5 separate regions of the Mus musculus genome follow, and all the other regions are linked to region 5. Evidence: chromatin contacts called from public HiChIP or PLAC-seq data. All regions are on one chromosome and are shown on one strand. Each heading gives the region's core, a stretch centred on a gene start, on an enhancer-like site or on the middle of the called end of the contact. The rest is flanking DNA. Distances are from core to core; before and after follow the strand shown. Region 1 has its middle 9.6 kb from the start of Gm36223. Region 2 has its middle 55 kb from the start of Gm36794. Region 3 overlaps Gm29935 (a long non-coding RNA gene). Region 4 overlaps Gm36794 (a long non-coding RNA gene). Region 5 holds the start of E130006D01Rik (RIKEN cDNA E130006D01 gene).

The links. HiChIP or PLAC-seq counts read pairs in DNA pulled down with a chosen protein or histone mark.
Region 1: an H3K4me3 HiChIP or PLAC-seq map of embryonic basal ganglia shows a contact between it and region 5, with 2.9 times the contacts expected there. The contact joins the enhancer-like site here to the promoter of E130006D01Rik in region 5. A contact is called at or near these places in 4 of 115 datasets of contacts at active chromatin or transcription factors (differentiating embryonic stem cells, embryonic basal ganglia, embryonic hindbrain and 1 more).
Region 2: an H3K4me3 HiChIP or PLAC-seq map of embryonic basal ganglia shows a contact between it and region 5, with 2.6 times the contacts expected there. The contact joins the enhancer-like site here to the promoter of E130006D01Rik in region 5. A contact is called at or near these places in 1 of 484 Hi-C or Micro-C datasets (the HPC-7 cell line) and 6 of 115 datasets of contacts at active chromatin or transcription factors (embryonic basal ganglia, embryonic forebrain, embryonic hindbrain and 3 more).
Region 3: a contact with region 5 is called in an H3K27ac HiChIP or PLAC-seq map of VIP interneurons, with 2.4 times the contacts expected there. The contact joins the enhancer-like site here to the promoter of E130006D01Rik in region 5. A contact is called at or near these places in 4 of 484 Hi-C or Micro-C datasets (adipose-derived mesenchymal stem cells, cortical neurons, epidermal suprabasal cells and 1 more) and 10 of 115 datasets of contacts at active chromatin or transcription factors (the NIH/3T3 cell line, T-cell acute lymphoblastic leukemia, VIP interneurons and 7 more).
Region 4: a contact with region 5 is called in an H3K4me3 HiChIP or PLAC-seq map of embryonic basal ganglia, with 4 times the contacts expected there. The contact joins the enhancer-like site here to the promoter of E130006D01Rik in region 5. A contact is called at or near these places in 7 of 115 datasets of contacts at active chromatin or transcription factors (astrocytes, embryonic basal ganglia, embryonic forebrain and 4 more).

The regions. Positions count from the first base shown.
Region 1 is chr5:111,516,445-111,521,253 of GRCm38.p6, forward strand. No RefSeq gene overlaps it. Among named protein-coding and RNA genes, the nearest start is that of Gm36223, 9.6 kb to the left of the region's middle. Within about 2 kb of position 3,252, at least 50 of the 459 cell types and tissues checked have an H3K27ac peak or open chromatin away from gene starts, as enhancers often do. A contact at or near this core is called in embryonic basal ganglia, where this site is marked.
Region 2 is chr5:111,999,004-112,004,281 of GRCm38.p6, forward strand. No RefSeq gene overlaps it. Among named protein-coding and RNA genes, the nearest start is that of Gm36794, 55 kb to the left of the region's middle. Within about 2 kb of position 3,353, at least 46 of the 459 cell types and tissues checked have an H3K27ac peak or open chromatin away from gene starts, as enhancers often do. A contact at or near this core is called in embryonic basal ganglia and embryonic forebrain, where this site is marked.
Region 3 is chr5:111,896,164-111,901,402 of GRCm38.p6, forward strand. It overlaps Gm29935 (a long non-coding RNA gene), which reads left to right. Exons shown (of 3, transcript XR_389544.3): 3 at 1,492-1,814. It overlaps Gm36794 (a long non-coding RNA gene), which reads right to left. Exons shown (of 5, transcript XR_880587.2): 4 at 1,084-1,161. Among named protein-coding and RNA genes, the nearest start is that of Gm29935, 5.6 kb to the left of the region's middle. Within about 2 kb of position 2,593, at least 7 of the 459 cell types and tissues checked have an H3K27ac peak or open chromatin away from gene starts, as enhancers often do. A contact at or near this core is called in VIP interneurons, where this site is marked.
Region 4 is chr5:111,927,190-111,932,075 of GRCm38.p6, forward strand. All of the region lies in intron 3 of Gm36794 (a long non-coding RNA gene), which reads right to left. Among named protein-coding and RNA genes, the nearest start is that of Gm42156, 15 kb to the right of the region's middle. Within about 2 kb of position 2,147, at least 11 of the 459 cell types and tissues checked have an H3K27ac peak or open chromatin away from gene starts, as enhancers often do.
Region 5 is chr5:111,760,168-111,764,703 of GRCm38.p6, forward strand. It overlaps E130006D01Rik (RIKEN cDNA E130006D01 gene), which reads right to left and starts at 1,561. Exons shown (of 4, transcript NR_045834.1): 1 at 1,469-1,561.

The sequences.
Region 1 (4,809 bases), core at 2,002-4,501, 240 kb before region 5:
CTTGGGAATCGGAAGGCCTGGGTCTGAATGCCCACTTTTCAGTGTGTTAACTCCGGAAATGTCAATCTCTGTCTTATCACGCAGGCCCCTCCTCTCGGGAGTGGGAATCAGGGAAGCAGAGCCAAACCTCTGAGGTTGCTCAACACAGCTTGTCATTGGTAGTTATCTAAGGTCCATTTCATGGATGCAAAAAGTGAGGTTCACAGAAGAGAAGTAATTCTCAGGTCCTTTTAGCATCACCCCCTCCCTGGACATCACAGGGGAGTTTTGGGTCTATAATTTGACTGGACCCCAGGGGGTGGCACTGTGCTGTGTGGCTAAGAAGACTGAAGAACCTCTTTGGAAGAGGTAGGTAACTGGGGTCAGTGTGGAGTTCCTTGAGGCTGTGTTACCATGGCCACTTCCTGTGTCTCTTGCTCTTCCTAGCAGGCATTTCCTCTCCCAACATACCCGCTATAATCAACTGAATTTTCAAATTAAAAAGAATCCCCCTTTCCCAAGATTATCTATATAGGTAATATAGACACAGCGAAAGAAGAGCAGCCAAGATTCTAGGTATACCAGATGGCGCTGGATCTCCTGTCTGCTGATGCTGTCTGTCACCCACACAATTTGTAGATAGGGACCTTGCAGAATTTTTCCAGCAGGAGGAAGCCAGAGGGGACCAGGTCTAAGACCCACACAGCTGCTATGACAGTTCGAACGGGGTAAGGAATAGGATTATTAATGACGTGAACATACATACAGAGAGGCAAAAGTATGCCAGCAGCTGTGAGGGGCATTCATGCCCCTAATATTGGGAACAGACAGCATGGTGGGGTCTCTGAAGAGAGGAAACAGGATGTATGTGACAGAGTGGAGTCTGTTTGAACATAAATACTTTTCTGAGGATGGTGAGATTTCCCAGCACAAGTCTACAGACAGGCTCTCTGATTCCCAGGTAGGAGGCAGGGTAGGGGTGGGGAGCCGTGTGTGTGGTGTCTTCACTACCCTGTGGTATTGAAGACAGGTCCTGAGATTCTGTTAGCTTGGGCTTCACAGACAGTGTCTCAGTAGGTACCTGTCAGTATCCGTGTGAGGGGAGGGGCTGCTGCAGAAGTGTCTTAGGGTTACTATTGTCGTGGTGAATACCATGACCAAAGCAACTTAGGGAGAAAGGGTTTGTTTAGCTTGTACTTCCACATCATAGTCCATCACTGAAGGAAGTCAGGGTGGAAACTCAAGCAGGGCAGGAACCTGGAGGCAGGAGCTGATGCAGAGGCCATGGAGGGGTGCTGCTTACTGGCTTGCTCCCCATGGCTTGCTCAGCCTGCTTTCTTATAGAACCCAGGACCACCAGCCCAGGGTTGGCTCCACCCACAATGGGCTGGGCCCTCCCCCATCAATCAATAATTAAGAAAATTCCCTATAGGCTTGCCTACAGGCTAATCTTAATGGAGGCATTTTTTGTTTGTTTGGTTTTGTGTTTGGTTTTGTTTTGTTTTGTTTTGTTTTGTTTTGTTTTGTTTTGTTTTGTGTCTACACTCTCCTTCCCCTAGAGTTTCTCCCTGTAGCCCTGGCTCTCCTGGAACTCTCTCTGTAGACCAAGCTGGCCTTGAACTCACAGAGGTACACCGTCTCTGCCTCCCAAGTGCTGGCTCACGGATGCATTTTCTTACTCCAGGCTTTCTCCTCTCAGATCACTTTAGCTTTATGTCAAGTTGATACAAAACTGTTCAGCACATGGCTGGAGCAGCAGCTGTGTCCTGATGTTATATTCTATGTAGACACAGTGTGGATAATAACTTCATCTTGTGCCAGGGTTATACACCCACTGTGATGGCCAGTGCTAGTTGCCAGTTTAACAGAATCTAGAATCACCTGGGAGGTGGGCCTCTGGGTATGCCTATAGGGATTATCTCAATTACATTAACTGAGGTGGGAAGATCTACTCGCTGTGGGTGCCACCTTTGCCTGATTGGAGTCCTGGACTACAGGAATGGAGAGAGGGAGTTGAGCAGCAATATTCCTCTCTGTGTATTTGGACTGTGGATGTCATGTGACCAACCAGCCTCCTGTTCCAGCCACCAGGCCTTCCTTGCGACAATACACTGTATCCCTCTGGACCTGTGAGTTGAAATACATCCTTTCTCTTTTACGTTGCCTTTGTCAAGTATTTTATCTCACTAAGGAGAAAGTATCCATGCTTTCCTGTGAGCCTCCGGGCATCTCACTGATGATCTTGGCTCACTGACAGAAAAGGCCAGCTTACACACTTAGGCATTTATGCTCTTTGTGTAGGGTGCTGAGGAAGCCTGTGCTCCTCTTTGTCTCCGCTGAGCTACTAGCAGAGAGGTCCTTGGGATTGGGATTGCCAGACCCATTTTCAAGTCAAGAGCCTGGGACAAACCCTGGGAGTTCAGCCTTGTGGGCAGTATTGTCCTGGCCTGGCAGTCCTGGGTTCTATCAGAAAGTAGGATAAGCAAGCCATGAGGAGCAAGTCAGTAAGCAGCACCCTTCCATGGCCTCTGCATCAGCTCCTGCCTCCAGGTTCCTGCTGTTATTGCTTTTGGGGATGAACAGTGATGTGGAAGCCTAAGCCAAATAAACCTTGGCTCCCCATGTTGCTTTGGCCATGGTGTTTGATCATCCGAGCATCTCTGCACCCATGCATCCAGCCATCCTTCAAGCTCTTTTCCTTATTTATTTTTCTCTTTCATCCCCTTACCCATCCTCCACCCAGCCAGGCCCTGCTGAGAGGGCCCTTGGAGCCTGACTCCCCCCACCCCTGCCCCAGTACTCTGCACACACATCATCCAGAGCACATCAAAGCTGCCTTGGATTCTCAGCCTGGGCAGGAGGAGGCTCCTCTGTATATTTGCTGTCTATAGCACCTGCTCTGAGTGTCCCTCATGGTCCACCATTTCACTAAGCACCATCTCAGACTTCTCTCTGCATTTCATAAAACACCCAACCAGCAGCATGTTGGCACAACGAGGCAATAAACAGAAAATTCGATTTATTTACCCAGATAGGAAGGAGGAAGCCCTACAGCTGCCCAGATCCTTCGTACTGTAAAGGACCAGCATTCAGAGAGGCTGTCCCTAGGGAGGTTATCTGCAGAGGCCAAGTACCAAGAAGAGGCCCCACGGAGGGGCTGGCAGAACTTGACAGCCTCCCACCGCCTTCTTCCACTTTATTCTGCAGCCCCATGCAAATCACCAGGAGTCTCATTTGCATATGCACCAGCTCATTTCCATATCCCCAGCTCTGGGTGGCAGGGCCCTGGGACTAGCTGACAGCCGCCCCTTTTGTTTGCTCCTGCCATCCAGGGAATTGCTTCTCTGTCCTTCCAATTGCGGCTGGGGGAGAGAAAGAAAGAAAGAAAGCCAGAGAAAGCAGAGCAAAAGGAGGACACCCTCAGGACAAAGCGACAGTCACCATCTGGGCAGGAAGGGAGGAAACACCACTGTCTGGAGTTGGACACTAGGGAAGCTAGTGACAGAGGGCCGGGCCGGCTGCAGAGGGATCCCAGAAGTGTCAGCACTGGCTGCAGGCCCAGCCTTGTCACACACTTGGCTCTGGGATCTCTGCAGGTGACTGAGATGTGTGCCTCTGTTTCCCCCTCTGGGACATGGCTATTTCTCAGTAGCATCCTGAGCTTGTGGGGAGCTTAAGGGTGTGGATGCTGCAGGCCCATTGGTGGCCCTCACCTCTTGCTCCCTTCTTGTGTCTGTTGGGGCCCCTGGTGGGGGTGACACAGCTGTCAAATATAAGCAGAAGGCTTGCCTGCCATTCCCTCCTTTGTGAGATCAGCTTGTATCCATCTAACCTCTGTCTCTGGGCCTCAGTTTTCCCAGGGTGGTAGACTCTACCACCAGAAGCTGGTTCCATTTGCTCTGGTCTGATTTCACTGTATGGAATGAGTCTAGCACCTGGCCCAGCCCTGATGTCCTTTGTGCCTTGCATCTATGCCCATTTTACAGATGAGGACATGGAGGCCCAAGGACAGTCTTCGGCCCATGCTTTGTTGTCCTCTCCTTCCACACTACTGCTCACTGAGGAGCCCCTGGCACCATTCCTGTTCCAGCAGACCTTCTGTAAGCAAGATTGTTGAGGTCACTTGGGGTGGTCACATTAAAACCTGCACCCTGTTTCTGACTACATGACTCTCTTTGGTCTCTGTTCTGATCCACTCAGAATTCTATCTTGGCTCTTCAGTACACACCAAAACTCTTTCCTCTTCTAGGTTCTAGATGACAGCATGGTACAAGAAGTATGTGTGTGTGTGTTCATATGCATGTATGTGTATATGTGTTTCTGTATGTATATATGTGTATGCATGAGTGCATGTGTATGTGTGTGCATGAGTGTATGTTTGAGTATATATGTGTATATGTGTGTATGTATATATGTGTATGTGTGTGCATGAGTGCATGTGTATGTATGTGTAACTATGTATGTGTGAGTGTATGTGCATGTATGTCTGTGTATATGTGTGTGTATGTATATATGTATATGTGTGTGCATGAGTGTATGTGCATGTATGTTTAAGTATATATTTGTGTGAGTATATACATATATGTATGCATATGTGTGTGCATGAGTGTGTACTATAAGTGTGAGTGTGTGTTTGTATATATATATGTGTGTAAGTATATGTGTGTGAATGTATATATGTATATATTTGTGTGTATATATGTTGGTATGTATAAATGTTTGTATGTATATATGTATATGTATGTACATAAGTGTATGTGTATACATGGGTTAGTATGTGTCTATGTAAGTATATGTGTATATGTATATGTGTGTATGTGTGTACATGAG
Region 2 (5,278 bases), core at 2,103-4,602, 240 kb after region 5:
ACCTTCTAATAATGCTACTCCCTGGACTAAGCATATCAAACCATCATATTGAGTTTTCATCAACTTGATATCAGCTGAACTCAACTGGGAAAGGGGGCCTTGACTGAGCAAATCAGGTTGCCTGTAGATAGGGAGTTTTCTTGACTGATGTGGGGAGGCCTAGGCTGTACCCATATACCCACAGTGTATATGGGTGGCACCACCACCTGGGCAGGTGGTCTTGGATTGCATAAGAAATCAGTCTAACTAAGTCATGGGGAGCAAGCCAGTAAGCAGCATTCCTCCATGGCCTCTGCCTCAGTTTCTGCCTCCAGACTCCTGCCATGAGTTCCTGTCCTGACTTCCCTCAATGGTGGACTGGGACTGGGACACATAAACCCTTTCTTCCTCAAGTTACTTTCTGTCCTGGTGCTTATCACCACAGTAGATCCCTGCTAGGACACAAGTCCATACCCAGCCCTAGTTCCTGCATCTGTGTCTGCATCCTGGCTCACCTAATGTGAACTGCCCACCCTTCATGTTGCTGAGTGACTTTTCTAAGGAATCTTTTTCTACTCACTCCATCAGAGGGACAGCTACAGACCATAGAAAAGCTTCTATCCAAGCCCGGCTAGTGAGCCGATGAGTTTATTAGGGTCCTTTTTGATAGCACAGGCAAATTGGGTAGAGGAAGCACTTAAAAACAAAACAAAACAAAACTGTCCAGCATGGATATGAACTGGCAAAACTGTATATGACTGGAGTTTCCAGGACAACTTGCAGGCAACTCCATCTAAGACTCTCTTCTCAGACCACAGCGATCACTCACATAACCTATGATTGGGCCTCTAAGCCTGGCAGCTCCGTGAGATTTCCTGTGGGCTCATGGGTCTCTGAGCCCCCAACCAGCTCCAAGGGAGAATGTTAAATTCCAAAGCACACATGCACAGTGCTCCTGTGGCCTCACCCTAATCCCAGCTGTTCACTGTGCCTTCCTGCCATGGCTGACAGAAATCTCTCAGAGGGAGCTAAAACCATTCTTTCCTTCCTTAAGTCCCTTCTGTGAAACACTGTGGCCACTGCAGCACAAAGGTAACCAGCACGCTGCACACTCTTTAGATAAAACAAAACCCAGTAATAGTTGCCATTGTCTGGAGATCTCATCAGAGCCTTAAATCCTCCTTACTTTTGAGCTGATTTATTTACAAATAAATCAAAGGGGCTGATTTCTTTACAGCCAGAGAGTGGTGGGTGGGTGGTACTCCACAGGCCAATCTTTTCCCTCTACTTTAACGCCTGAGAATTCTCTGTGAGTTCCCTGCAGACAGGCAGCATCTGTGACTGGCCTGACCCCAGTTTCTGTTCCTGCAGCCTCAGATCCCTGCTTGGAAAAACCGTGCTTCCAGGGAATAAGTAGAGAATTGCAGGTGGGCTATGGTGGGGACACTCAGAGGAATCCTAGGTCCCAGCTGCCTCTTTGAGTTGGAATGGAACCAGGCTCCATCCAGTGTCTCCTTATTAAGCTAGTTGAATTCTCCTCCCATGAAAGGAGAGGATGAGAGGGGATTTAGAAAGAAGAGGACAGAATTGCAGAAGCAGAGAGGAAAGGGGTGAAAACTAAGAAACAAATGGAGGGTGAGAGGGACACCCCACCAGGGACCTCCACGGCCGGCCTGAGTGTCCTTCCCCCCCCCCCCCCCCGGTTCAGGATCACCACTGCATAAAAATGACTAGATGAGGCTATGGCCAGGCTGAAGAAGCAACTGTGGTTGAGTGAGATGGGTATTATAATAGATGAAGGACCAATGAGGACAAGCAAGATAAGGTGCCAAAGCAGACATTACTAGTTGATCACTGATATCCCCCCTCCCCATCACCAGGATGGGAAATTTCCTTGCCTTCCTGGTACTGAGAAATGCAGAATTTTCATGAAAAATAAGACCTATCTACCCCTCCCCTATGCTTCAAGGATTTTTACCTGATGTTGAGTTGCATACATACATGTCTGGGGGATAAGGACCTAGATAAACAAGTCAGTCGATCTTTGTGGTTGGCGAAGGTGGTGCAAAACATGGAGTGAGTGGTCACCAGAGAGATATCCTCTGAGCTGATTAAGCAAGAGCTCAAAGAAGCTGGTTTCTTTATTAATGGTGACCAACCAGAGTGTGGAGGGCAGAATGGGTGGCTCCTCACTGACCCGTCTTCCCCCTCTGCTTTAACAGCTGAGCACAAGTCACTGTGAGCCTCCCACGGGTCAGCCAGGAAGAAAGGGTCTCTAGGGAACCATCCCCTTCTTGACTCTCAAACCCTTCCCCAGGTCTCACTGTGGCATTCTTAAGAGACCCAGGGGACTTAGACCAATCATGTCTCCTCTCTGATAGTCTAATTCCATACTAAAGAAAATAAAGACATAGACCTTCTATTAAAGAGGTCAATGTGTGTCATCCACACCAAATAAGTCTCTCCCTCGGCCAAAGCAGACATTACTAGTTGATCGCTGATTCCCACACACACACACACACACACACACCCCTACTATGACCAGGATGGGAAATTTCCATGCCTTCCTGGTACTGAGAAATGAAGAATTTGCATGAAAAATAAAACCTGTCTGCCCCTCCTCAAGGCACAATATGCTGTGAGGGTTTTTACCTGATGTCGAGTTGGAAAGAACCCCCATTCTCTATTTTGCCCTGCAACTCAGGTTGACCTCATTGTCTATTGTATCCCCAGTACAAGAATCCCCACAGAAGCCACCTCACTGTCCTCACAGTGTGAGTCTACATGCCAAGCCAGGGGCTCAGTGCACGCACGCGCGGTGTGCACACAGTGTATGGGCCACTCCACTCTCCCTCTCCCTCCCTCTCTCCTGCCTGGACACAATTATGTTAAAAGAGCAATTAGCGACCTCTTAAGCCTGATGGCCTACTCCCCCATTAATCTCTTGCAATTATAAACCCCAAATCTTCACAACAATTGGTCCCAGATGCCCACTAGAGGGAACGCTAATCGCCTCTTTCCCAGCTGAAACCAGCTGTTCGGCTTCAGTTTCTGGGTCAGGGAGAGAGATGAGAGGTCACACGTGGCCGAACGGTCAGATGCCGCCTGGGTGGAGATCCTGCAGAAGAGACACCCTTAGGGGCCTCGGGAGCACCCTGGGAAGGCATCTCTCTTTACTTTGGCTGCCTGCACACCCGGGTCTGCAGTCAGCCTGGGCCGGTATCTCCCCGCACTCCGAGCCACTCTGATTCCTCATTATGAACACACGCTAATTACTGCAGATAATTAGCTCTTCACAACCACCCGGCCGAGGCGCTCCAGACAAAGAGGCTCAGGAGGCTGTGGACATGGCTGGTCGCCTCCGGCCCACAGCCAGCACCAGAGCACCCTGCCAGCTGACCCTAGGTTTGGGGGAGGAGGCGTGAACTAAGGTGAAGGCCTAGGTCAATGGCGCTTAAGGCGCACAGCCCCTGCTGCTGCGGGCAGAACCGATTCAGACCTCAGCACTGCAGCTAATTAAATCAATATGAGATAATGAACGGCAATTAGAGGTCCAGCTAGGCACATCTTCTCTTGTAAATACTGTTTCTCTCCCAACGGGGAGCTCTTTCTTAATAATCTGTTTGTGTTTCATTTCCAGGAACTGTAATTCCCCTAAGAAGCTCCTGGGGAAGTGATTTGTTTGTCTGTATAACCACGAAACCCGTTCCTCTGGACTCGCCTGCCACTGCCTCTGCACATACATGATCGGCTTCTTACTATTTTAGGTTTCTTTTGGTTTGTTTTAATTTCTGACCTGTCCAGGGAGCCCATGCAGAGGTCTCAGCCCTCAAAGAAAACACCAATAAATCCCTGAAAGGGGTGGGGGGGGGGCAGGGGGAAAGGTCACAGGGCCGAGGACTCCCATTACATGGAGGGGAAAACTGAGGTAAGGCAACCACAAGAGTGATGAGCCAGTCAGGTAGTCTCCTCTGCCATTCAGACTCTCACCCCACCCCCACCTGGTACCCGGGGTCATGATAAGAAGCCTTCTGCCCTCCAGGAGCTAACAAATTTGTCTAGCAAGACAGACTAAGGCACATAACAATTAGAGAGCAATTAGGCACCTAATTGTGTGGTACCAATAAGCTCGGGGTTCAGTGAGGGTTCGGGGACTAGGGAGAAACAGCAGCATCAGGGCCCGGGCCTCTTCGTTTTCAGTGTTTCCCATCAGACCCTGCTTTCTGAGTCCTGGGTTTTTATTTCTTCACTTAGGGGTTCCATGGTACCCTAAAGTCAATGTGTCTAAAGCAGCCTCACGGCCACCCCACCCCCGCCTAACTGCTCCTGCTCCTCAGCTCATTTCCCTTAGAGAATTAGCCACGCCCACAGCAGAGCTGAAATCAGGCATAAAGAATGGAACTGTGCCCTTTGCAGGAAAATGCATGGGGAATCGACATCATTGCGTTAAGTGGGATAAGCCTGCTCAGAAGGACAAATGCTGCAGAGACATCGAATTTTAATGTGTGTGTGTGCCTCTGTGTGTGTGTGTGCCTGTGTGTATGTATATATGTGTGTGTGCCTCTGTGTGTGTATATAAATATATATGTGTGTGTATGCATATATGTGTGTGTATGCATATATGTGTGTGCCTCTGTGTGTATATAAATATATGTGTGTGCCTCTGTGTGTGTGTGTGCCTGTGTGTGTATATAAATATATGTGTGTGTGCCTGTGTGTGTATATATGTGTATGTGTGTATGTATGCCTCTATGTGTATATATATGTGTATATGTGTGTATATATAAATATATATGTGTGTGTGTGTGCATTGTGTGTGTATATATATGTTTGTATATGTGTGTGTGCTTCTGTGTGTGTGTATAAATATATGTGTGTGTATACATATGTGTGTGTGCCTGTGTGTATAAATATATGTGTGTGTGTGCCTGTGTGTGAGTGTGTGTGTATGTGTATATATGTGTGTGTGTGTGTATATATATATATATATGCATTTGTGGGTGTGTATATAAATATATGTGTGTGTGCCTGTGTGTGTGTGTGTATATATATATATATATATATATATATATATATATATGTGTGTGTGTGTGTGTTTGTGTGTGTGTGTGTGTGTGTGTGTGTGCACTTGTGTACTCACACACACACATCTACTACACGGGAAAAAAGAAAGACTTTATGGGGAAAGCTAGAGGTCTCAAGGGAGGGACACAGAGTCAGGGGAGGGAGCAATGGGTGGAAAAAGACAGACATCACACATTTGTTCTCACAGACTTAAGCATGGATACACATGGAATGG
Region 3 (5,239 bases), core at 1,343-3,842, 140 kb after region 5:
CACGCACTGGTGGGAACAGGTATGGGCAGAGCTGCCAGTCTAACCAGATGGCTGAGCTTCAGACCCGTCCAGTCTCATACAAGTAATGGCAGAGAGCAACAGTTATGATACCCAACCTCTTCTCAGGCCTCCATGAGCATGTATGCACACAGGCACCCACAAGCACACATGCACATACCCAAATGACACACGTCACCTCTATCTTCAATACCCCAATACCATATCCGTGGACCATGACCCTGGGATTCTACATTCTGGAATCTCAGATCCAGACAGAGCCAGAGCCATCCTGAGCATCTGGGGATTCCGAAACATACACCACGGATTCAGACGTGATGTGGCCAGAAAATATCACACACAACCCTTGTTTCTGAAATGACTTTGAGGTGAGTGGCATCAGCCTAATGCCACCACAAAGCAGGAAAGGCAGAAAGAGACCCCTGTCAAACCAGCAGCAGAGTCTGAGAAGGGTTAATACCTCCTGGTATTTCCTGTACTGTTTTTTTTTTGTTTTTTTGTTTTTTTTTTTTTTTTTTTAACACGGGTCTTTCTATTTCTTTAGATTGGGGTATGTTTCTGCTGCTGTTTGAAGAGATAAGGCTTTCCTATATAGCCCAGGGTGGCCCGAACCTTGCTATGTACTTGACATGTTCTTTTTACCATAGCCACCTGAGATCTGGAGATTTCAAACATAAGACACCATGCTTGGTGAAAAACTATTCAAAGACATTCTTCCTTTTCAGAAATCTTGTTTGTTCAATCGCTATTAAATGGCTAGTAACTGACTAGTCAAACTCGTCCTGATTTTTTCAATCCTTGGAATGAAACCTAGGACTTTGTGCTAGCTGAGCAAGGACTCTACCACTGGGCCACAAGCCTAGTCCACATTTAATACTTCCATTAAAGAGAACCCTTCCAATAAAATCCCACAAACGTCTATAAAGTTTCCCTCAATTAGAGGCCACCTGTTGAATGAGAGACCCCAAAAGGCGTGTGCTGCTCAGATGAAGTTTTCCAGCTTTGAGCCAGTGTGGCAACTGCCACCATACTGTGCAGAATAATCTTGGAGCTCGGAGTGCTCACCTTGCAAGCAGAAGGGCCTGGGTTTCATACTCAGCAGCACATAGTAGGAGCTTTGCTTTCTCTGTCCTGGGCATGGTCCTGTGTAGGATGACAGGGAAATCTAGTTGCAAACCACTAAATGACAGTAACTTCCCCATGGGAGACAAACACACCCACAAATGCTCCCCAACTGTGCCCTTAGGGGGCACAATGTACCCCATCTTGGAAGCCACTGGTGTCAAGGAAGAAATGGGTGGGGGGACATTTCTTCTGTCCATACTGAATACACCACACCTGTTTGTTTAGCTTTTCACCCACCCAAGGATATTTCCAGATGCTCATTATGCCTTGTGGGCCCCCAGAGATCTATCGAAGGCCCATTTGATTGTCTGAAAGGCATCTCTAAGATTGTCTCCTGTTCCTATCCAGTGATAAAGACCATGTGCATGTGGAGGACAGTGCCTTGCCATCCCAACTCAGCCTGGGAAGAAGCCACAGTTCTACAGAGCCAAGCACCACATGAACCAGCATTCTGGATCCTGTGGGGGCGCTGCTCAGGACTTCCAGGGAGTGATGTGTGAACAGGAAGGTGACCCTTCCTGCTGGGGGTTGGAGGAGGGGAACAAGCTGGCTGGCTGGGTATCCAGGTACAGTCCTTTCTGTGAGCGTGAGGCACTGATGGGCTAAGGAGCATTTGAGAATGATGCAGTTACGAACAAAACAAAACAAACAAAACAAAAAGAAAAAACAAAAACAAAACAAAACAAAAACCCCAGACAAGCTCAGGAAAGGGGCAGGAGGTGTTGCAGGTTGGGGACTTCCATCTGGAGCTAAAGCCCATGAAAGGGACTGATGTTGGATTCTGGCCCTGGTAAGGCCACCACCGCAGGAGAGAGCTGCCCTGTGGAGGTGATGGACAGACCCAGTCAGGGCTGACCACACTAAGCTGGAAGCAGGCAGCTGGTAGAAGGGGTCCTCATTTTACTCTCCAGCCCCACACATGTTCATCACTGGTGCCCATCAGCAGAAACTCCCAGTCTGAAAGCCAGAGACAAAGAAGTGAAGAGCCAGCCGCTGCCGCCACCATCACAGAAGTGAAGGGGCAAATGGGGGAGGGGTGTGTGCAGGACCTGCAAACACAGCAGCCCTACAAAGACCCTCTCTACACGCACTCCGTGAAAAAGTAAAGGTACAGACAGTACGGTAACTGCACCAAAGTCACACAGGCAGGAGAGACGGAGCTCATCTGAACAGGCTCTGGAGTGTGGAGAACCTAGGCTAAATCTCTGCCCTGACAGAGTCTCTGATCTTAATGGTTACCTTGTGCCTGTAAAGTGGGCTTAGTGGTTCCCGCATCCGTGGGCTGCGGAGGGCAGATGGAGCACGTAGAATGAGGGAAGCGTTGGGTGCTGATCACTGACTCAGACAAGGCCTTCCCCCCAACTCCCGGCAGTTATTAACTAGCGTCAGGCTCTGCATTATGTATGGGGCAATTTGTCTGCCTCTCCCTCCACCCGCAGCATCGATCCCCACGCTCAGCGGCCTCATTGAGATGCAGGGCCACAGCCCTGGGACTCCATCCCAGTGTCTGCTCAATAGCTTATATTTTTAATTTGTCAATAATCTGTTCAGACCTTGGACTGAGCCCCGTGGAAGGCTCAGCAGGATTGCTGCCTAGGGAGGGAGTGTTGCGCACCAACGGGAGGGGACAGTGACCCCTTGCATCAAAGCAAACCTGACTGAAGATGAGGAACAAAAGGGGGTCCAACCAGACACTGGAGATCAAGGGAGCCACAGGCTAGGCATGCACACACCAGTCTGTGTCCCCCTGTCTCAAACCTAGCTCAGGTGCCGATGAACTTGACCGAGACACAAAGCCTTTTGGAGACCCTGCTCCACGTTTGTGAAGAGTGTGAATGGCTATAGAGCAATCTAGTATGTTCCTTCAGAACGACCTTTAGCATACAGAGGGATGTGGCATGCATTAACTATTCCATTGTCACTAAACGTTTTCTTTTTAGAGTCCAGTAAGGAAGACAGTTGGCAGTGAGCACCAGTGGATCTGCAGAGCCTGGCATCGCCAAAGAGAAGCTTCGTTTCCCAAATCATTCCTGAGGAAACTGAAGCTCGGAGAGGATAACTCTCCCTGGCCCAAGGTCACTCAGCAGGGCCATGCAGTTCAAGCACTCAGACAGAGCAGAACTTCAGTCCTCACGGTTCCAATCACGTATGTCAGAATCCTTGACACAGAACAAGACAAAGCCCCTCAGCCTTGCCTGGCATTTGTGTGTGTGTGTGTGTGTGTGTGTGTGTGTGTGTGTGTGTGTGTGTGTGCTTCTCTGACAGTCCTGGATGCTGTGGGGAGGTGCAGGAGGCTTCCTCCCTTCTTTGTGGGTCCTCATACATCCTTCTACTCTGATGTACCTGTTTCCCCACCCCATGGAAGGAAGAGTCTAGGAGAGGCCTCAGAGCTGGAAGGATGGAGGTGGCTTCCTCCAGGAAACAAAGTCCTGTCCAAGGTCAGGACTTCCCAGATCAGCTCAGGATTTGCATATGTCACAGAAGGCCATCTTGGCTGCTGGAGCCCACAGCTTCCTACCTCTGACATCACCAATGCTGGACACCTGACCCCACAGTTACCATTTGCATGATGTGTCTCTTCCTGCAGGATTCACTGTCGGCTACAGGAGAAAATGTAAGGCTCACCATTCTGCAGGGTCCTAGAGGCCAGGCCCCTACGCATATGGGAAGCAGCTAAACACAGAGGCTGTGACATTTTTCCCACTTCCTGGGTATATAGTTCAAGGTGAGCCCACCAGCCAGCTGAGTGCCACAAAATCTGAGCCACTGGGGAGTCAGAGGGTTGAGACTACCTCAATCCCTCCCTTTGACCCACTATTTCCCAAGCTGATTACTGCACAAGCTCTAGAGAACTGAAGGCACATTGCCTCTCCCTTCTTCAGCTTGGGGACCTCAGGAGCCTGGGGACTTTAGCTTCTGTCTCCAGAGACCTTTCCCCCAGAGTCTATGTCTGTTGGTAGCTATATTTCCCCCAGAGAGCTCTCTGGCGCTGACAGAATCCCCATGTGCCCATAAGTTGGAAGCTACAAATGCCCTTGAGACTCCTTCAGCACCGGGTGCTCTCATGGGTGAACATGGGTGCTCTACAATGCCAGATCTTTGAGAGCCTCTGTAGCCACTACATCCCACCCATTCCCACTGAGCAGGCAGGAAACTGAGGCAGGGTATCTTGAGACACTGCTCAAAAAAGATGGGGCAGATGGTATGGGGACAGCCTTCTTTCACAGTCCATTAGTCTCCCTAGGAACACCTGGACCAGGGAAACTTCAGAAAGCCTCTGTGCCCCCCAGGGCTCTAGAGGACACAGGATGGATGGATTCTCAACCATCTCCTTCCCCAGGATGGATGTGGATGCTAGTGAGGGGAAGTGAGTCCCTAGCCAGTGTGCACCAGTATCATGCAGTGTGAACACAGATGGTTCACAGCTTCACCCTCTAAATCTAACTCTGTCACCAGCCTTGTCAGTTGAGAAGAAATCAGGACTGAGTTACACCATCACTACCACCTTCTGCTCTTCCCCACTCCCTCTCCTCCCTTCCTTCTCATCTCCATCCTCCTCTTCCTCCTCTTCCTCCTTTCCTTGGCCCTCCCTATTTATCCCCTCCTCTCCCTACTTCAGCTGGTCTTTGACGTCTTGCAGATGCTGCAACAGAACTTCCCAAGAAGTGCAAGAAATGATATCCTTGTCCTGCATCCTGTGTCTTGCACATCCTAAAGATCTCAAGAGAAGCCTGGGGCTGGCAGAAGAAAATCCCCTCCCTAACCCCTGTCCTACATCCATCCTGCAGAGGGGCCTCGCCAGCCACCAGCTCCACAGAACTCAGCTCTGGTTTTCTCAGAGGCTGTGATCAGCTTCACAGCGCAGCCATTTTTGAACAGGAGCCGGATCTTGTGGTTGGTGTCCCCACGGGGGCTGGTCTTTCTGTTCTCCCTGCTCTGGGGTGAGGACAGCAGGTTGGTTTACCAGGAGCACTGGGATGTGAAATGGGCCGGAGAACAAATGAGGGAGGGGAATTCAATGTGTCTGGGTTTCTCTGTGGCTGGAGTTTATTCATGCGGGAAGTGAGTTGAGTCTACAGATTTCCCATGGGGCTCA
Region 4 (4,886 bases), core at 897-3,396, 170 kb after region 5:
CATTAAGGATTTAATTTCTTATCATCTTCTAGTTGAGCCAGCCCGAGTGTTATGAATAATATCCTATTAGCAGAGACATTCAAACAATCACCGCTAACATGTTCTCAGGAGCGATGATGGAGCGTCCTCAGGAATCACCGCTTATCTACAGCCCCTCTCAGCACACACTCCATCACGCCCGGCATGGGCAGCCCCTCGGCTGTCTCAGATCTCAGATCAGAAGAGCTCAGGGTGGATGCCTGCAGATGCTGATGTAGGCAAATCCTCAGGCTGTGGGCCCTAAAGCACAGGACGCCCCCGGAACACACTCAAGCCATGCTGGGAGACCCAAAGTTACAGAAAAACAAGGACCACAAACCCTTAGACAAGAGGCTAAGCCAGGCAAGGTTGAACATGGGGAAGGGATATCTGAAGCAAACAAAAACAAGCTGGGCACAGTGATACCCATCATGCTAGCTATTTAGGAGGCTAAAACAGAAAGGTAGAAAATTCTAGCTCAATCTGGGGTCTGGAGTGAGTTCAAAGTCAGCCTAGCCTACAAAGTGAGTTCAAGGCCGGCCTGGTAATCCCAGCACTCCTGGGAAGGCTGTGGCTAGAGAATTACAAACTCTGTGGACTACATTATTGTGAGCAACCACCCTGGGGCAAGAGGTCTTATCTTAGAAATACAAAAATAATTGAGAGTCAAAGGTCCCTGAGATGGGTGGTGCTCCCACAAGGTGCTCCATTCAGTTCTCTGGCCACAGAGGTTAGAAGTCAGAGAAATCTAGCCCCTTCTTGTCGATGCCCAGGATCCAGGCTATTGCAACAAGAGCACCCATTTGTCTTCTGCTACCAGCAGGGACTCCTCCACCAGTGGGAAAGACAAAGACCTCATTTCTCAAGTGGCCATGGTCCCAAAAGCCATTCCTCAGCCATAAGGGTGTGTTTGTCTACTCCCAGGAGCTTGCCTATTTTTTTCTGAGACTCTCAGAGGAAGCCACAGCCATACACAAGTATAGACATACTCTATGCAGACAGGCTTCCCTGTCTGTTTCATGGAGTAGCTCTTCCAATAGCACCTCTGCTGGTACTGTGTACTACGTACCTCTACTGCTACTGAGTACTAAGTACCTTGGAGCCTGACCCCATTTGACCCTCATGGTTACACTTCATGTTACCATGGGGCCCATGAGCCCAATTTTCTGAGCTACCAAGAGCCCGTTGCTGGGCCTGATTCAGAGTTGTCTGTCTTAGTCAGGGTTTCTATTCCTGCACAAAACATTATGACCAAGAAGCAAGTTGGGGAGGAAAGGGTTGATTCAGCTTAAATTTCTACATTGCTGTCCAAAGGAACTTAGGACAGGAACTCACACATGGCAGGAACCTGGAGACAGGGGCTGATGCAGAGGCCTTGGAGGGGTGCTGCTTACTAGCTTGCTCCTAACAGCTTGCTCAGCTTGCTTTCTTATAGAACCCAGGACTACCAGCCCAGGGCTGGCCTCATCCACACTGGGCCCTCTCACCCTTGATCACTAATTGAGAAAATGCCTTACAGCTGGATCTCCTGGAGCCATTTCCTCAAGAGAGGCTCCTTTCTCTGTGATAACTCCACCTTGTATCAAGTTGACACACAAAGCTAGCCAGTACAAGGTCTTTTCTTGTGTGATCTCACACTCCTTAGTCTTTGGGGCTGACGAGGACCCTCTCTAGGCATTGGGTGCAGTGCCCAGTTACAGTGTAGAGGTAGTCAGATTCACTGAGTCCCAGGATTAAGCCCAATGGTAATTTTCCACCCGGCAGAGACCATGAGCTGTAATTTCTTCATGTAGGTGAATCTGGGAGAGAAGGATCTACCATCTACAAAGCCACCTCGTAGAAAAGCCTATGAAGCCCCGGGCCTTTGCAACCATCCAGACTGTTTCCTCCATCCCCGGGTGACCATCCCATAGCTTCCCAAGCGCTGGAGTTACAGGCGGGAGCCAGCACACCACGTTCTGATTTCATCCCAATCAGGTGTCATATTTTCTCCCCCCCCCCCAAGGGAACACTTGGGTGAGAATACAGCCAGGTTTGAAGCTTCCTCCTGTCCCGGTGCAGGCTCCTCCTCACCCTCCCTTCCCACAGCCCCAGTCTTGTCCTGCTCTCTGCCCTGCTTCGGAGCAGCTGGGGAGAGGGCAGTGTGGAGACACTCCCTCCTTGGGCCCCTTGCATGCTTAAATGCTTTTCTTCTGTTCTCTCTGACCTTGGGTGGCTGCGGTCACATAAGCGAACAGCGATAGACTCTCCGTCACCGTTCGATGCCCAGGGGAATGGTTTAAGGCCCTCCACTGAGGTATTTTTATGCAGACCATAATTTCCTTTAAGACCTTCACTGCGTCCCCACAGCCTCCCTGCCCTTTCCTCCCAGGAGCGCGCTCAGAAGAAAAGCCACCGCTAATGAGGGGACAAAGGTTTCCAGGCAGGCCCACTGCCTCACCCCAAGCTTGTGCAGCTCTGTTGTAGTGGGGTCCCCATTCTGCTCCCCCAGATTTCCATCTGGAAATGAGGGTAAGCAGGGCCTGCTCTGGGGGGCCCAGGACAGGGAAGGCAAGCACCGCCCTACGTTAAAATCTAAAGACAGGGCAAGCACGGGGACACAGGACACAGCAGGATCCAAGGCCCCAGAATCCTGGTTCTGTGCACAAGGCCAAACTACCATTGAGCAGGCATTGAGAAGAAAGTTCAAGGCTGCCCATGTTTGTGATCTTCTAGGGCTTGCTGCTGTTGTGGGGTCAGAGGCCAAGTCCTTCCCCACTGTGCCTCAGGTTCTCCTGGTGTCTTTCCTTTTTGCCCTAAACATTTACAGTTCTCCCCATCACACACAGCCTCCCTGGGGAAGTTTGCCCACTGCCGGGTCTAACAATGACTTCATCGCTGTCTCTCTGCCACAGTAAATGTGATCTCCACTTATCTCTGTGTGTTGACCCAGCTGGACTTCTTATCTTGTAATGACCTTGCTCACCGATGCAAGTACTCTTAAGCATGTGCTGACTGACTGACTGACTGAGTTGGGACAGGGTCAGAGCAGATATGGAGGTTCAAAATTAGGATGAACTAGTTAAATTCATCTTCAGATACAAGCTCTCAAGGGCATCTGTGACAAACAAAATCTAAGTGTCTTAAGTGCAGCACTGTGAATAGCCATCTCAAAGCCCGAGTGCAAGAGGAGTGTCAATAACACACTCACTAAAACAGTGTGTGGAGACTGCTGAGGTCTTTAGTGTCCCTCGTATTTTGTCCCAAGTCTTACCTTGTTCCTGCACTGGCTGGTTCCTACCCCCATTCTCCCACCAAGCACATCTGGGACCCCAGGTGAGATCATTGGCCTCTCTGGTCCTCTCTGTTCTCTTGGGGGAAACTGGAATGGTTTTAGTGAAGTTCTTCATCTGAGTTGGCAGAGAAGGGGCACCAGGATACCACAAAGACACGGATGTGACACTCTCTGGGTAAGGAAAATGAGCTCCTTGGGTCAAGTCATGGTTTGTGAGGCACAGTGATGGGCTTTGAACACTCATTTGTGCGATCCTGGAGTCTCCCCAAGGCCACCTGTGGCAGTGAGTTAAGCCAACAGGGGAGGGGTGAGGAGCCGATGGACTGGGATTCAGGCACCAAGGTCCCAGCTGAGGCCCTTCCCTCAGTCACAGTGGTGTCTGGAATCTTCAGAGACTTCTCTCTCACAGAGTGAGATAAAAGGTAAGTGAACTGCAGGTTCCATAAGCCACCCACAGTGAGCCACCCAGGAGATGCCCACCCTCCCTCACACAGCCTCTCACCTTCTGCTCATTGCCTGTAACTTCTCTGATGTGTGGCTCTCCATAGGCCTCTTGCAAAAACGGAATAGTGAGGGAGGCCTTGGGGAGGAGGGATAGATGTTCTCCAAGAAGAAGTGCTCTGAGGCAGTGTGTGTGTGTGTGTGTGAGTGTGTGTGTGTGTGTGAGAGAGAGAGAGAGAGAGAGAGAGAGAAAGAGAGAGAGAGAGACAGACAGACAGACAGACAGAGACAGACAGAAAGAGAGACAAAGACAGAGAGACAGAGACAGACAGAGAGAAAAAGGGAAAAAGCAAGTGTGCGTACATGTGTGAGTATGTGTACACGTATGAGTGTGTGTGTGTGAATAGATGTGTGTGAATGAGTATGTGAGTATGTATGTGCGAGTATGTTTGTGTGAGTGACTGTGTGTGTTGTGAGCACATGTGTATGAGTGTGTGTGTGAATTTGTGAGTGTGTGAATATATGTGTGAGTGTGTGAGTATGTGTGTATGAGAGTTTGTGTGAATATGTGTGCTGTGAGTATTTGTGTGTGATGTGTGTATATGAGTGTATGTGTGTGTATAAGTGTGTGTGTGTGTGTGTGTGTGTGTGTGTGTGTGTGCTCCCAGCTAGACTGGTGCTCACTATGTAGACCAGGCTGGCCTTGAACTCACAGAGATTTTCCTGCCTCTGCCTCCCAATTTTGCTGGGAAAATGTTTTAAAAACCACCCAAGATGTCCAGCCTCATTGGTTCTCATGAGACAAACGGTGATGTGGAAAGAACTGACACTGTAAGGTCAGACGTGCCATTGACTCTGCTGCACACCCTTGCAGAGCCTTCCTAGGGTACAGCATTCACTTACTGAAGAGAAGCCATGGGATTACAGTGACCATGGGTCCTTAAAGCACCCACAATCCGCACTCTATTCTCAGGAACCCCAGGTGGCACTTCCCATGCTCTCCTGCAGGGGGCGATTGTTTCCACATTACTTCCTGGGTCTGGAGTTTTGTTCTGCAATGTGCTGGCTAAACAAATGCCTGAAGGTCCCAATGTTCTCAGTGTTCACATCTGTAAAGGGGGATGCTGGTGACACCTATGGTGTAGCAGAGCTC
Region 5 (4,536 bases), core at 311-2,810:
CATTCAACCAATGTTCGTGGGGAATACTATGGATATGCCAACCATTGTGTTGGCTGTTGGGGACAGAAAGTGACTGAATCCTGGCCTGTCCCCTGAAGATCCAATGCAATGAGGAAGGGTCATGGTAAATAAATAAATAAATAAAGAAAGAAAGAAAGAAAGAAAGAAAGAAAGAAAGAAATAATAAAAGGAAGCAGCAGAAGTTTGAAGAGAGCTAAATTTAACTAAAGGGCTTGAGACAATTCCCAGGATCACAATTGGCTTGAGCAGGTGTCTGCCAGGCATAAGGTACCATAGCAAGCATAACAGTATTTCTTTTCTCAGTGCCCAAGCAGACATTGCTAATCTGTTCCAGAGCACATGATCTCAATGTGGCTAGTATACTGAGCCAGGGAAGCAACGTGTAGGAAATGAGGCACCCCATTAGATTCTCCATGCTGCTTCCCATTGAATCTCTACCCCAAACATGTTTCTTACATGGCAGAGCTGAGGCCTCAGACTCAGACAGTCCTGTGTGAGGTCACAGCTATCTTAACTCCGGTTCAGTCTCCCTCTGCAGAACTGCTTGGCTGTTTCAGAGTATATAGTCTAATTCCACAATGTTATTTCCTGCTCCCTTGAGGATCAGCTACCTCCCACGCCCATGAATACAGGGTCTCGTAGAGCTTTTTCCCGGTAGCACCTCTTTCCTTTTGGCATCCTCTTAAGGCTTAGATGTCCATTGAGTGCTCTAGCATGGATTAGTCATGTCTGCCAGGATCAGGTAAAAAAAGCAGTGGTGTACCTGTTAATGGTCTTTCTAAGTCTGGGCTCATGAAGGCATTCCCTTTAACTCTGACTTTGTAGGACAAAAACAAAAAATTCCTCTCACCCTAAGGTGAGCTTTACTAACAGAGCAGAGGGGTTCTTATGACATGACATGTTTACCAAATGAGAGCCACCCTAGAGCTGAGCCTGGCGTCTCCTGGGTCTTTGATTTGCTCTGGATCCCCAGGGTCATTCTTAGCTGTGTGTCTGCCTGTTCCTGCAGCCGCTTCTTATACAAAGCAACTCCTGTCCCGATGAGGTGAGTGCCACAGCATCAGAAGGGCAGAAAGCCAAGAAAGTCTCAAGTCTCCTAGGAGCAGAGGCACAGATCAAACACAAAGCCATCCTGGCCCCTCCTACCACTCCTCTCACTGGTTCTTGGCTATTTTTCTGGAGGGGGCGGTCACCGATCCTTCCCCCCATATCCCAGACCTTCACACCTTAAATGACAAACCAGCGTGTATCAACCGCACCCCCCCTGAAAAAATTCCAGCAAGATATTAATAGATAAATAAAAATAGCTTCCTTGAGAAAGAGGAAGCCACTCAGCGAAATGATTCGTTTCTGTGCGTAAACTCATGAATAATCTTATGCGCAGTCCCCCCCCCCCCCAACACAACCCCCCAAGGAGCCAGCTTGGCTTTGGACTCCAGCTCCTCACCCTTGTCCCACGTTCCTTCTGGAAGGTCACCTCCAACCTCCTCCGCAGCCCAGAGCCCGGTGGCTCTCGTGCTAAGTCCTAATGTCCCCTCCCAGGACCACCCTTCCCTTTCAAGGAGACATTTCGTTTCTGGTGCTATGGAAACGCGTGGACATCTGAATGAAAGGCGGGGCTGCACTCGGGAATCACCAAGCAGGAAGGAGAGTCGATAAGATAATGGTGTGTGTGGGGGTGGGGTGGGGGTCTCCAGGCCTTGGCTTTGTGAACCAAACCAGCGACCAGCTTCTGGCTTCTTTGGTGTCACATTTTAGCCTACCAGCTGCCTCGGGAGCAAGATGATCCACTCTGCCTTTTTTTTTCTTCTTCTTCTTCTTCTTAAAAAAAAAAAAAAAATAAGATTTATTTTTTTATTTTCCCTCATGTGTTGAGGGAGGAAGCCCTGACAAGGAGGAGTGACAGCCCGCTAATTATTCCCTTACTGCCACTGCTGTTCTGGCTCTGGACGCGCTGCTCATTTCTCCCGGCTCCTCGCTGAATAATGCATGCGCCCCATCCGTATGCGGGCGGCGCCTCCCGGGACTGCAGTCTAACTAGCTGATAACTGATTCAGTTTGTAAGCAGGGCCGCTGGGAGTTGCAAGGAAAAGTAGCCAAGAACATATTCAACACTTCTCTCTGGTTCCTGGCGAACATCAAGGAGAGGCAGGCTGGCGTGTTGGTGGATGTGGGCGGGTGGTCCTGGGAGGGTACTTGACCCCACTCGAGAAGGACGGGCCTTGGCTCTGGCTGTGAGAGAGAGGGTGTGATCTCAGGGAGGCTATTAATGCTAAACACAGTTATGGTTAGTCAACATCTTAGTATAGACAGCTATGGTCTAAGGTTAGACTCTAAAAATGCATCCTTTTGTGGTAGAGTGATTCTCTTTACACAAACTACGACAGTTACAGAGTCTTAGGGACACTTATTTATCTAGCATCGTGGACTATGCCTGGCAGTCTGTCATAAGAACCCAGGAACAGCAATTCGTTGTACCAGCTAGCTACTATACTGCTACTACTACATGATAAGTGGTCTCCGCAGATCACTGGTCACAACAGCGCTTACTGCTCTTTTTGGTTTAGGGGTCTGGGGAGCCCAGGCTTGTGCTAAGTTCTGCAGTCCCTTCTGGGGCTCAGCTATAGGCTGCAGGCTGCAGGCTTCAGGTCTGAGTCAGACCTGTCCTGAGGTCTCATGGCAGGGCCTAGGCAAGAAGGGAGAGCTCGTGCGCCACAGAAATACAGACACACACTTCGGACCTCTGTCTTTGACGGCATGATGTCTACTAACAGTCCGGTTAGTAAAGCAAATTCCATAACCACATTCGTCAAAGAGGGGCTGGAAGGAAGGCCAGCACTGCCCACCAGCCTGGCCTCTTTGCAGATCTGCTACAGGGCACATAGCATCCCTTACTCATGCTGCTGCCCCTGGCATTACCAGGACATGCTGAGGTTCCTGCACTGTGTGGGGTAACCTGGAAGCACTGCTCAATTGTTGACCTGCTCCCAGCAAGCAGGTGGGTCCAGCCTTCTTTAGGAATTATGGGAACACTTAGCTCCTTGTCATCCAGTCTCTCTCTCTATCCAGGAGGTAATCGACAGGACTCCTGGGCTGGGGCAGCAGCAAAGCCTCCACTTCCTTCGCAAAGGGGCTGGAGACTGGGAAGCAGGCTGCCCCACTTCCTTGTTTCAAGGTTGAACTGTCTATTATCAGCTCCCCTTAGCTATTTAGGACCAACCCTTACCCAGAGTCAGTCTGGCTACAGGGCCAGGAGCAGAGAGAACTTGGTGTGGCCGCTCCGGCTGGATGTCGCGCAAGGAGACGGCTCCAGACGGAACAGCATAGAACGGAGTAGCTAGTCAAACGAATGCTTTGTGGATTAGAAGCATAGGCTTGAAGAGCCCAGTGGTGTGCACCATGCAGCGTTTAGTGTCTGTTTGCCCGGTACCCACAATGTGAGCTGCTGCTCTAAACCCTCTGCACAGTGGCCTGACACATCCACTGTGTTAGATGGGGTATTGGAACAGAATGAGGGATGAGTGAAGAGGAGATGCGTCCTTTCTCCAGGTGTGGGCTGTGATCCAGACAGCCGCCACACTGCATGTCTGACCTCCACAGACCACAGGCCCTGGAGTCGCACCACATTCATTTTAGGTCTTAGCAGGGTCATGTGGACAGAAGATCGGAGAACAGGGTTCAGTGCCTGGGCCCTCCTGAACCTGTACCTGGAAGTGGATGGCAGATCAATAGGTCATAAAGAATAGGAAGGAAATTCAGGCCCCAACACCTGCTGGCGATCTGGCACACAAATGTGCATCTGCAGGCCACCACCAGGCAGTGTCCACTCAAGGTTCCTATGGGGTGGGGGGGCAGTGGGAACAGCATGGAGGTTGTTGTTGGCAGGTAGCTTGGGACAGCAGCACAGATTTCTCCCAGGTGACCATTCACAGCACCCTGTAAGAAGAAAGCCCTTCCCTGATGTGTCACCGTTCAGAGGACACCCCAAGTTCCAGAATATCTCTGAGCAGCCCCTCCCTACCCTCCATCCCTCACATTCCTTCCTCTGGCCACCACCTCAGTCGCATTCAGGAACCGCTATGGCTGCAGCGGCTTGCTCTGTTGCCTGGAGTTCCTTCCCAGCCTGCTCTCTGACAGCAAAGGGCACCGAATCCAGAAGGTACTCAGTGCCCATCTGGGGGATCCATGTGCCAATGCTGAACTCCTCCTTAGCACTGAATAAGAGGGGGGCATGCCTTCTCCAACCACAGCCAGATCAGAATGGATGGAACCTGTGCAAGTGCTCACTGTCTGACTGCTCAGGCTGCTACACCAGTCAGTGACCAGACATGACAGATCCCTGGCATGGAGGCCAAACTTCCCTGCTCCCAGATGCTCACACAGCAGACATAGCTGATAGGCCATAGGTCCCATTCAAGTTTGGGACCTCTATGCAGTCACAAGCCATTACCTCGTTGGCACCAAGATGATGCCTTCCTGGCCCTCACTGCTTTTTGTTATTAGCTATAGACTTTA